Linked DNA regions of Gossypium hirsutum: regions 1 and 3 are each linked to region 2. A link is a contact called in public Hi-C data. All regions are on one chromosome and are shown on one strand. The core of a region is the stretch at or near the end of the contact, and the rest is flanking DNA. Distances in the headings are between cores, read along the strand shown. Region 1 holds the start of LOC107888695 (zinc finger protein ZAT10). Region 2 has its middle 15 kb from the start of LOC107899353. Region 3 holds the start of LOC107888696 (formin-like protein 6).

What was found. Hi-C and Micro-C count contacts between places; a contact is called where the count stands out from the background.
Region 1: a contact with region 2 is called in a Hi-C map of leaf, with 5 times the contacts expected there. The contact joins the promoter of LOC107888695 here to the enhancer-like site in region 2. A contact is called at or near these places in 5 of 34 Hi-C or Micro-C datasets (callus and leaf).
Region 3: a Hi-C map of leaf shows a contact between it and region 2, with 1.6 times the contacts expected there. The contact joins the promoter of LOC107888696 here to the enhancer-like site in region 2. A contact is called at or near these places in 8 of 34 Hi-C or Micro-C datasets (callus, hypocotyl and leaf).

Annotation. Positions count from the first base shown.
Region 1 is chrA11:63,076,532-63,080,180 of Gossypium_hirsutum_v2.1, reverse strand. LOC107888695 (zinc finger protein ZAT10) reads right to left here and starts at 1,681. Exons shown (of 1, transcript XM_016812869.2): 1 at 17-1,681. The coding sequence starts at 896. The coding sequence ends at 165. It overlaps LOC121209912 (a long non-coding RNA gene), which reads right to left. Exons shown (of 2, transcript XR_005905095.1): 1 at 3,432-3,649; 2 at 3,016-3,320.
Region 2 is chrA11:62,446,262-62,449,620 of Gossypium_hirsutum_v2.1, reverse strand. No RefSeq gene overlaps it. Among protein-coding and RNA genes, the nearest start is that of LOC107899353, 15 kb to the right of the region's middle. Within about 2 kb of position 1,395, at least 3 of the 9 cell types and tissues checked have an H3K27ac peak or open chromatin away from gene starts, as enhancers often do. A contact at or near this core is called in hypocotyl and leaf, where this site is marked.
Region 3 is chrA11:63,011,439-63,014,688 of Gossypium_hirsutum_v2.1, reverse strand. It overlaps LOC107888696 (formin-like protein 6), which reads left to right and starts at 1,457. Exons shown (of 4, transcript XM_016812870.2): 1 at 1,457-3,235. The coding sequence starts at 1,704.

The sequences.
Region 1 (3,649 bases), core at 432-2,931, 630 kb before region 2:
GTTAAAAACTCTGATGTCCCAAATAAAATATAATAATATAACCATTCATAAAAAAACGATGAACATGCAAAAAAATTTTTGAAGAAAAAAGAATAAAATATAACAGCAAAGTCCACTCTAATCATTCGCTTAAACTGAATCTAATCCTTATTTCACTACGACTTTCAACAAACGTGGCAGCCGACGCGCTTTGCCGGCGGCCAAGGATTCTCCACCACTTCATCGTCGGTGGAATATTTATCTCTTTGGTTAACGTCGGGAGTACTTAGTTCCTGCGGTCCAGCAGGCAAATTTAAGTCAAAGTCACGTTGACTTTGGCTCGGTAACTTAGCACCATCGCTGCCGCTGTTGTTATTGCTGCCAGCTTCGTAGTGGCATCGCTTATGCCCTCCTAAAGCTTGACCTGAAGAGAATGTCTTGTTACAAATTGAACACACGTGATTCTTGTTACCAACTCGATTAATCATGAGAGGTAAATTTGTAGGCGGCGTGACTGTGGTGGCAGCAACAGCGGAGACATCAGCAGTGGTCTTGGTGGCGGCGGTGGTGATGGTGAGGTGATCTCCAGCTCCAACAACGAGTTTCCTGTGACTGGCCTTGTGTCCTCCTAAAGCTTGATGAGATGGAAATCCCTTGTTACAAACCGTACACTTGTAAAGGTTGAGGGAGGTTCTGGAAGCAGCCGAGGCTGAGGGAATGGTTCTGGTAGTTGTTCCCTGAGCCAGCATGAGAAGGCAAAGAGCTAAGTATTCTTCTTCGGTTGGTGGGTTTTCGGATCTGGGTCGTTTGGTTCTTTTCCTCTTGGTCCAGGGCTCAACACAGTGGAGGTCGACTATATCATCACGGTCCAGCAGTGGAGGAGCTGAAGTTGGGGAATTCAATGTGTCAAGAGCCATGATTCTTCTCTTGTTATGTGAGTGCTTCAGTGAAGAAGGAAGGATTGATTTTTATATGGAAGAGTGGAGGAAGTAGGAAGGAAAGTGGTTGATAAGTGGAGAGAAAGAAGGGTGAAAAGAAATTGCAATACTCTGCTCTCACCAATATTGGCACGTCTGAATCTGATCATAAAAGTCGTCCTTTGGAGAGTGAAGTGTGGTGTGGGCTATTATAGTTGTCAACAAAAGGAAATAAACAAAGGCTTCGAATGAATGGTAATAGATTTGATGTTTTGTTTCTAATGTCTGCTAAGTGGATACTTTGTATAATTGACTGTTTCCATTCAAACCAACAGCCCCCTGTTCTTCAACTTTTCTTGCTTTTTTTTTTTTTTCTTATCGATGAGTAAAAACAACAGTGAATAAAAGAGAAACTTGAAATCCGTCCAAAAACATAGTCAAAATTCGTTAGAAATTAAACTGGGTAAGATGGCAAAATTGTTAGTAGTGGGAGAAACATTGGAGATGGCTGGGAATGTAATGTCGGTATCTGAGTGTTGATGTCCTGTAATAAATCCTCATCGATGGGAGTGCACCATGTTTTGCACAGCAGTAAGTGGGGACTTGACTTCCCTTTTCGGTGGTCTGATTTTTATAGAGTGGCGTGTCGCTCGGTAATAGCGGTCGTGACTTTGCCGGTGGTTGGTGAGTCTTCTCGGAATTACGTGGGTCTTCTTGTCATGGCCCACGTCTCTATCCACCGCTGATTGATGATGCAACGACCCATTGTTGACTTGTTGCTAAGACATCCAACCTCAACAGTACATTGCGAAAGGTAATTTGTTGGTATAAGATATTCCTATACTCTTATGCAGTACATTTCCTTGGTATTCATGTAATGGTAATGGTACAACGCGTTATGTTATTGTACTGAACGAAATGGCAACATCGAAACGTAAAGGAGCTTGGTCGGGGCATCGAACCAATTCAAGGTTGAACTGAGAAACAACTTGAAATTAAACTTACTGGTTGAACCATCCATGTTGTGGCAACATAAAACTCCACAATCCAGATCCTTAACCCTGAAAACTCTGTAAATCGCACTTCATATACTAAAGATTTACGCAACTTGCAAATAGAAGTTTCAATCATCCAAGTAAATTGAAGAAAACAATTAAAATTTTAATTATTAAAACCCAAGCCCATATTCATACTCAAGCCCAAAATAGAAATATTAATACTCATATATTAAATCCAAATGGTAAATTAGTTAAGTAATTTTATCCTTTTTACTGTATAATTGAGGTCATTAGTTAATCTCATAGTGAAAATTTGTTTAATATAATTTAGTTTTTAATCTTAGAGGCAGGGGTTGTCAGTCCCGCCTCCTAAAATGATTTTTTTAATTATAAATTAGTAAAAGTAAAATTACACTTTATCTCTTAAAAATGATAAAAAATTAATTTAACCTTTTAAAAATTATAAATATATAAACTATTAAAATGGTGAAATTATATTTTTACTATCATAAAAATTACAATTTAATTCTGATCCCTAAAAATATTTTCTGATCACTTCACCCCTGCTTAGAGTATAATTCGTACTATTTTTTAATATAAAAAACATATATTAAATAATATTATTATCCTTTTTGAGTTCAATTAGTTTTCTTAAAAAGTATAAAACAAAATAAAAATAAAATCTTTCATGTTAAACTCTAAAAATAAAAATAAAAATAAAAATTTGTGACTTAACTTGAACAAAGTAATGATTAAAACTCTTATTAAATACTCGTTTGACATAAATTCGAATACCCTTAATATTATATTAAAAAAATTGTTTTAAAAGGCTGGTCACAATCCCCAAACTAGCCAATAAATTTGTATAATTACAACCAAAAAGAAAATAAAGTATATAATATATATTTAAAAAAAATCAAATAAATCAATCGAATCAAATAAAAACATTTGGTTCAATCAATTTTAGTACTATAATAGATTCGATTTATTTAATTTTATTGGTTTAATCGATTTATTCGATTTTTGGTAGATAAAAATTAAATTGATCAAATGCACGCCTTGATGTAGGACTAGAATTGTTTATAGCCTGTTCTCAATTTATAAATAAAAGGATAATGCTCTTTAGCGTACTTAAATTCATATCTCCTTATATTGACAACAATATTCGTTACAATCGAGTTGAGATTAAATTCGCCATATTTGAAGAACAATTCTAAGGCCTGCGAATCTGTGATAGGATAACCCCCAGGTACAGTAGTTAAAAAGACAATTAATTTTAAGCCGTTTTTGCTTGCATTCGTTCCACTCCCTATGGTGAAAAGCAAAAGACATTCACCCTGAAATCAGATCCCACAAAATCATGCTTTATTCTAAAAACAAACTCATTCTCTTGTTCAACTGAGAACAAACGAACATTGAAGAAAACCTGAAAGAACATCAAGACATTTAATTAGGAACTTTTTTATAAAGGAAGCAAGATGCTTGAGACTAGCTTGAGAAATATATAAAATATTTTTATAGTGAAATATGTATTCACTTGGGTCAGAGTTGATAATCATAGCAATCCCTCCAAATTGCAAGTCCCTCCATTTCTCTTGGTATTCAACCAGTAGTTATTAAAAGCATAAGAAGCATGAGCAACAACAACGTCTGGGTAAAACAGCCCCCATAAGATATAATCACTTCATAATTAGCACCGCCTTCACCATAGGTAGAGTCCGTTGCTTCTTGGAGAGTCTCAAATGAACACACACA
Region 2 (3,359 bases), core at 146-2,645:
GGAAGAGGGGGAAAAAATAGGATCAGGCTCTTGAAAGCTTTAGATGCTTTGACACCATATAGATTTTTGGATGGAGATAAAATGAGTGCACTATTTTATTAAAGCAATTGCAAAGCTTAAATACATAAAAGTTGATCAACTTTTTAAGAATCCTACTCCTTGAAATTTTCTAGTTGAAGCTAAGATAGTATTACTCCTAAAAACTACCAACTTATTCAAATAATAATAACAAAAAGATCATAATACAATAATCAAAACCCCGGCAGTAGAAATTGTTATATTGTTCTGCTCAATACAATGGTGGCAAAGAAATTGGAGTAGGCAAGCACGACTAGAGTTTTGGACACAAGACAGCAAGGAGCACAATTGGTTGCGATAGCAGCAACACCAAGCAACAGTGAAAGATAATAAGCAGAGTTTTTTTGCTTTCCGGCAAAGAGAGAAATTAATCATAATAAAGAAAAATTAGGGTATAAGAACTTCTACTTCTAATTACCAAATAATTTTATTAATATATCACAAAAATATTAGTAAACTCTAATAAATATCTTAATAGAATAAAAATCTTAATCTAATTAAACTAAATAATAAAACAAAACACACGCCTTCCTTTTTTCTCTTAACTAAGGGTTAATTACAAGATTAGTCTCCCATTAAACATTAAAATTTTAATTTAATCCTTAAAACAAAGTCGAAATCTAATTTAACCTCGAAATTAAACTAAAAATTTAAATAAGTTCATAATTCATAAAAATACTAAAAATTTAAATTTTATCATTTTATCTAAAATTTCAAAATTAATTTATTATATACAAAAACTTATAAACTTATCTCGATTCGATGTAAAATTCGATATCAAAATTTATAATCCTAAAGAAAAAGAGAATTCTTTATTGTAGACCTTTTGAAACAATCAAATTATTGGATGGAAGAAGAGAATGAATTTGATTGGATCTTGAACCTTGATATACAAGGCATGATCGTTTACAAAATTATGAGCAATGTTGAATAGTTGCACGACATAAATTGGAGGTTGATATTGAAGAGTTATGGTTCCATATTTGGTTGTTTTTTTTATACAATATTTAAAACTATTCATAATCATTTACGACTTATAAATATGAAAATAAACTCACTTTAGTACACTCAAACTCACGTCTTTTTACTCCGATAATAATATCAATATTAATCGAATTAAGATTTGTGTTTGATGATGGTTGAAGCTTGTGTCCGAGTACTGTGAGAAGATATTTTCAAAAGGGCAAAACGAAGAGGGCCCTTGCTGCAATGGGTTGATAATTGGAACAAAGCTTTGGGGCTTAGTAAATCATAGAGAAAGTCAACTGTCATAGATGACCACATCTGCCTGGGCCATATAGATCGTTGGAACAATGAGCCACATGGTTCTGGGCTTAGATGATTAGTTAAGGTTTCCGTTCAAGGCTCAGTTGACCTGACCCAGATAGATGAACCCAAACATCAAGCCGACTGTAAAAAAATAAAAGTAGAGTTAAATTATGAAGAGGTGGTTGAAACACTGTAAAGAAACATACTATAAAACTATACTTTATTCATTCATGGCAGCAACAACAACAACACTAATAATATGAAATTATGAAAATAAGTAAGAGATGGTTGGCAGTTGGCAAAGGGCCAAAGGCTAAAGCAGGGGAGCGTCTTCCTTCCATGATACTACTAATAAAATTAAAAACCAGAGTGGGCTGAGGATGGTCCAGCCTTTGGCACGTGAAGACGCTCCTCACCCTGGCCTCCCATTATCATCACCCGTGTTTATCAAATTCCCTTTTCTTTTCTTGCTTTAGCTTACCCCTAAATCTTCCTTATTTTAACCAACATATGGGACCTATAATATTTACACATATATAACAACATAGCTTTCACAATCCATTCTATTTTACAAATTAATGTAACCTCCCTCTCCACAATGATTACTTCACTTATTTATGCCTTAATCTTATCTTGGACTTATGAAATCCCCTTTTTTCTTTTTTTTGTTTCAGGAAGGGATTGGATCTTGCTCTTCTTTTTTAATAGATAAGTTACATTAATAATTTAATCAAATGTTTGGATACTTTACACTATCATTTGAATTTTTTTTTATTCTGTTTTATATATATTAAATAAAAGATTGTGCACTAATTATTGAGCTCAAAATATAATTGCATGGGTAAAAGTATTATGGAATTCATTGTACTAGAAGTTAGATTGCATTTTACAAAAAGATTGCATTTTGTCCCCTCTACTAAAAAAATGAATAAATTAGCCCATATACATTAGCTTAAATAGCAAACCGTTGTTTCTATAAAAATTTCCATCCATTTTTACTATTAAGAACTGATACTTGTACATTAATTTTTGATGTACACATTGCATCACATGTAATTTTTTGGCTATTCTATTAGTTATGTCAATTTTTAACCGTAAAAATGGGTAAGTTTTTTAAAAGAAATGGTCAATTTACTCTTTGATCTAATGTATAGGGACCATTTGACTCATTTTTTAAATAATAAATAAATAAAATATAATCTAACTCCTAATATAAGAATCCCGTGATACTTTTACCTAATTCGTTACCAAAAGAATGAAAACAGCAAAAATGTTATTAGGTTGAAATTAAAGTATATAGAGCATGCTACTTGTGTTAGATATGACACCTTTTTCCTAACTAAATAAATGAAGAATTATATATGTACATATTGATTAAATAATTTGTTGGTGAAAAACATTAATATTCATAATTTTTGGACCATATTGAATAGGGAGTTTTAGCTTGGTTTGATTTATTTCTATAACAAAACTTTACAGCTTGTAAATTCACACACACATTTATATAATATTAATGATTTCCAAGGTTGATAACAAATGAAACATGCATGTGCATCACAATTTGTGAAAAACTAATTAAAAAATATACTAGCAATTAATTGATACTGTTTATTGGAAGTATATAAATGAAAGAAAACAGACAAAAATAAAAAAAATTTTGAAAGAAAGAACATATTCTCTAATGCAACAATGATCACTATATATCTTTTTTGGTAAAATTAATATTTTTTTATCAGACCCTCTGATCGTTAAGAAGTGATTAATATGAAACTTGAACGTTAATATTATCTGAGTTTTTGGGATTTTGTAATCTAAATCAATTTTTCTTAATTTATATCACTGTTTTGATCAATAAAAAAGGGGGGGGCAGAACTGCATGCATTGCAGGAACCCTAAAAAGAATTGGCTTTAATAGTTCATGGGCACTGCTCACATTCTAATTAAAATAGCATTCAATTTATGGTAAAGTAATCCAAATGTGTAATAAATCAGAAACATCTTAGGGTGGTGTC
Region 3 (3,250 bases), core at 208-2,707, 570 kb before region 2:
TAAATTGGAGAATAAATATATTTTAACGTATTTAAACTCACATTATCTTACATTAATTATAATACTGATACCAACCAACCATACTATTTAATATCATATTGTAATCGAGGAGGTATATTTTTAGTTAAATTTATGATCCAATTTTATACATGTGGTTTTGTTTGGATTGGATGTTTTGTTCAAACAAATTAATTATATATAAAATTTACTGTTTTAATTTTTATAAATTGAATTTATATGGTAAACAGATAAGTTATGCTAGACTTTTTTGGAAAATTTGTTTTTCAAAGACAACCGGATGTAACTTGTGGGAACATTTAATTTCACCTTTTTAAAGTAATTTATATCTATATATAATTAAATTTAAGACCATTAATTAAAAAAATTAAATTTCTTCCATTACTTATTTGTACATTAGCTTTCTATACAGAACTTTCCTACTAAAATTATTTTTTTTCCTCTGGTTAAAATTTCTATTCACTTCAGGCTTACTATCCACAAAACAGTCAAAGTTAATAATAATAATAATAATAATAAACCTACAAAAGAATTACTCCTTTCGGAATATCTGATATTCTTACCATTTGTAAATTTCAGATTAGGAGAATAAATTTCATTAATAATCTTATATTTTACTCACACCGTAGACTGACGTTGACGTAGTTATGACTTTAAAATTGGATTAATGATGAAATTGAACAACTAATTGATTTTTAATTGGATTGTTTAAAATAGGATAGATATTATTTCAAATAAAATAGTTGTTGACAGCTATCTTGTATATTCTTTTTAAATAAATATTTCTCCTGACACACCCACTTTTTTTTTTAAAGACACCACTCACTTTTCAGTTTTCAAATCATAAATTTATATTATTAATTTCTATTGTGATTTCGTTTAGAACCTAAAACTTTTGTTTTTCACACTTGCTGAGTTCTTCTTCCACTCTTCCTATTATGTTTGGATTGAGTGGATGGGCAAGAACCACTGATCTGAAGCAGATAAGGGCGAACAGGGGGGAAGGTGAGCAGAGGGCTGAGTGTTGATGATGGGGGGACTTTTTTTTTTTTTAATTTTTTTTACTTTTTGTATTGTTCCTGATTAAAAGATATTGAGATGGGTAGAAAACTGAGACATTTAGGTGGGCATTTGTCCGGTTCGGCTCATGTTAACAATTTTTTCAGTCGACAGTTCAGAGTCCAACCGTTATTTTTATCGATTCACAGTAAAGAGGGCAAAAAGAGATAATAGATTAATGAAATATGTGGCATATATATCTGGGTCACGACAAAAGAAGAAACAATTCCATAAAATAATCGGACAGAAAAGGACATTAACGTGGTCCTTTAATTCCCACCATTTATAGGGGCATAATCGTCCATTTACCTGGAAAACAGCCCCCGAATACCATAGTTGATTTGCTATTCCTCTAAAATAGCAGGTGTCATTCCAGTACAGTCCGAATAATTAATTAAAAATAAAAAATAAAAGATGCGACTATTGCCGATCTCATGTAGCATCCAAATCTAGAGGCAGAAAGAAGCTTCCCCCGCAGTCTAAAACAGCAGTACTCATATTTTTAGTATAATTTTCGTCCTTTTAGTTTGCTGTGTTATGCATTTTTGGCTAAAGGGTCCAACAGTTAGAGAAACAAAGTCCTTTCCCCCCTTCAGAGATGAATCTTCGACCCTGAAATTTTCACAATGAGATTGAGATCTCATCCACATTTCACTTTTTTTTTCTTCTTGCTTTCATTGTTCTTGTCGTCTTCTTCTTCTGTAATTCAAGATTTTATCATTTTTCATAGAAGAATTCTACACCAACCGTTGTTTTCGGTTGGTTCATCTCCGCCTCCAGGCGCTGACACTTTTTTACCTTCACCGTCTCCGCCGGCTCCAGATAGTCCTGTTTATCCAGACCCAAGTCAGCCATTCTTCCCTGAAGTTCCTTCAGGACCAGGGCAGACCGCAGATCAGAATCAACTGCCTACCCCACCATCTGCGCCTACTAATGGCTCGATGTCAATCCCAACCGCAACCCAGCCTGCCAAACCAGCTAAAAAGGTTGCAATTGCCGTCTCTGTTGGGATTGTCACTTTGGGAATGCTATCGGGGCTTGCTTTCTTTTTGTACCGTCACCGGGTCGCTAAACACCCTGGGGAAACGCGAAAGAGGCTTGTTGGAGGGAACTCCGATAGGTCGCAAGAAGACTCTAGGGTTCCACCCTCCAGCTTTCTTTACATTGGAACCGTGGAGCCCAGCAGGAGATCGGTGGGTGAAGTGAATGGTGGAGCTAATGGTTCGCCTTATGGTAAGTTGAATTCAGTGAGGAGGTCGGATCGATATAGGCCGAGCCCGGAATTGCAGCCATTGCCTCCATTGGCTAAACCTCTTGGGCTTGAGAATTCACCGACGGCAATGCCATCTCCATCTTCGTCTTCTTCAGATGAAGAGTCTCGGGGGACGGCTTTTTATACCCCTCAGGGCTCAACGATCAGCAATGAAGAAAGCTATTACACTCCGGTTTCGCGTCGGGTTAATGGCAATTTGGTGACTCAGTCGAGGAATGAAATGAATGGGAAAACAAATTCTGTTCCTTGTTCTAAAAGAACTTCTCCCAAAACAAGGATTTTAGCTTCTTCGCCGGAAATGAAGCATGTTATTATACCTTCAATAAAGCAGCAACAGCAGCAGCCACCTTCTCCACATCCTCCGTCGCCAACATCGCTACCCCTTCAACAACCACAAGGTCTAGGACCGGAGCCGCATGAGACTCAGGAATTTACTCACGCAAAAAGGCCGAAATTCTCCTCTCCTCCACCACCTCCAAATATGGCGCTACTTCGATCAATTAGCAACAATTCATCCCCACAAAGGACAAAAGTTCCTGTTCCACCTCCGCCACCGCCACCACCCCCTATGCCGCCACCAGCAGCCGTAAAACTGTCAGTACCCAGGTCAGTAAGGAATTTGAAGACCAATGTGACTCCAAAACCTGCCCAACTGTTGAAAAAGCATGAATCTCGGACCTCAAGTCCCAAAAACAGTGCAGTGAGTGGGGCTAGAAAGTCCATGGAAGAGGTGGTTAGTTACAAAGGTGTCAGTTCTTCAGAGAAGACAGACGGGGATGACATGGATAGTGCAAAACCCAAGTTGAAGCCTTTGCACTGGGACAAAGTACGAGCAACCTCGGAGAGAGCTACAGTGTGGGACCAGATAAAATCAAGCTCATTTCAGTAAGTTATAAAACT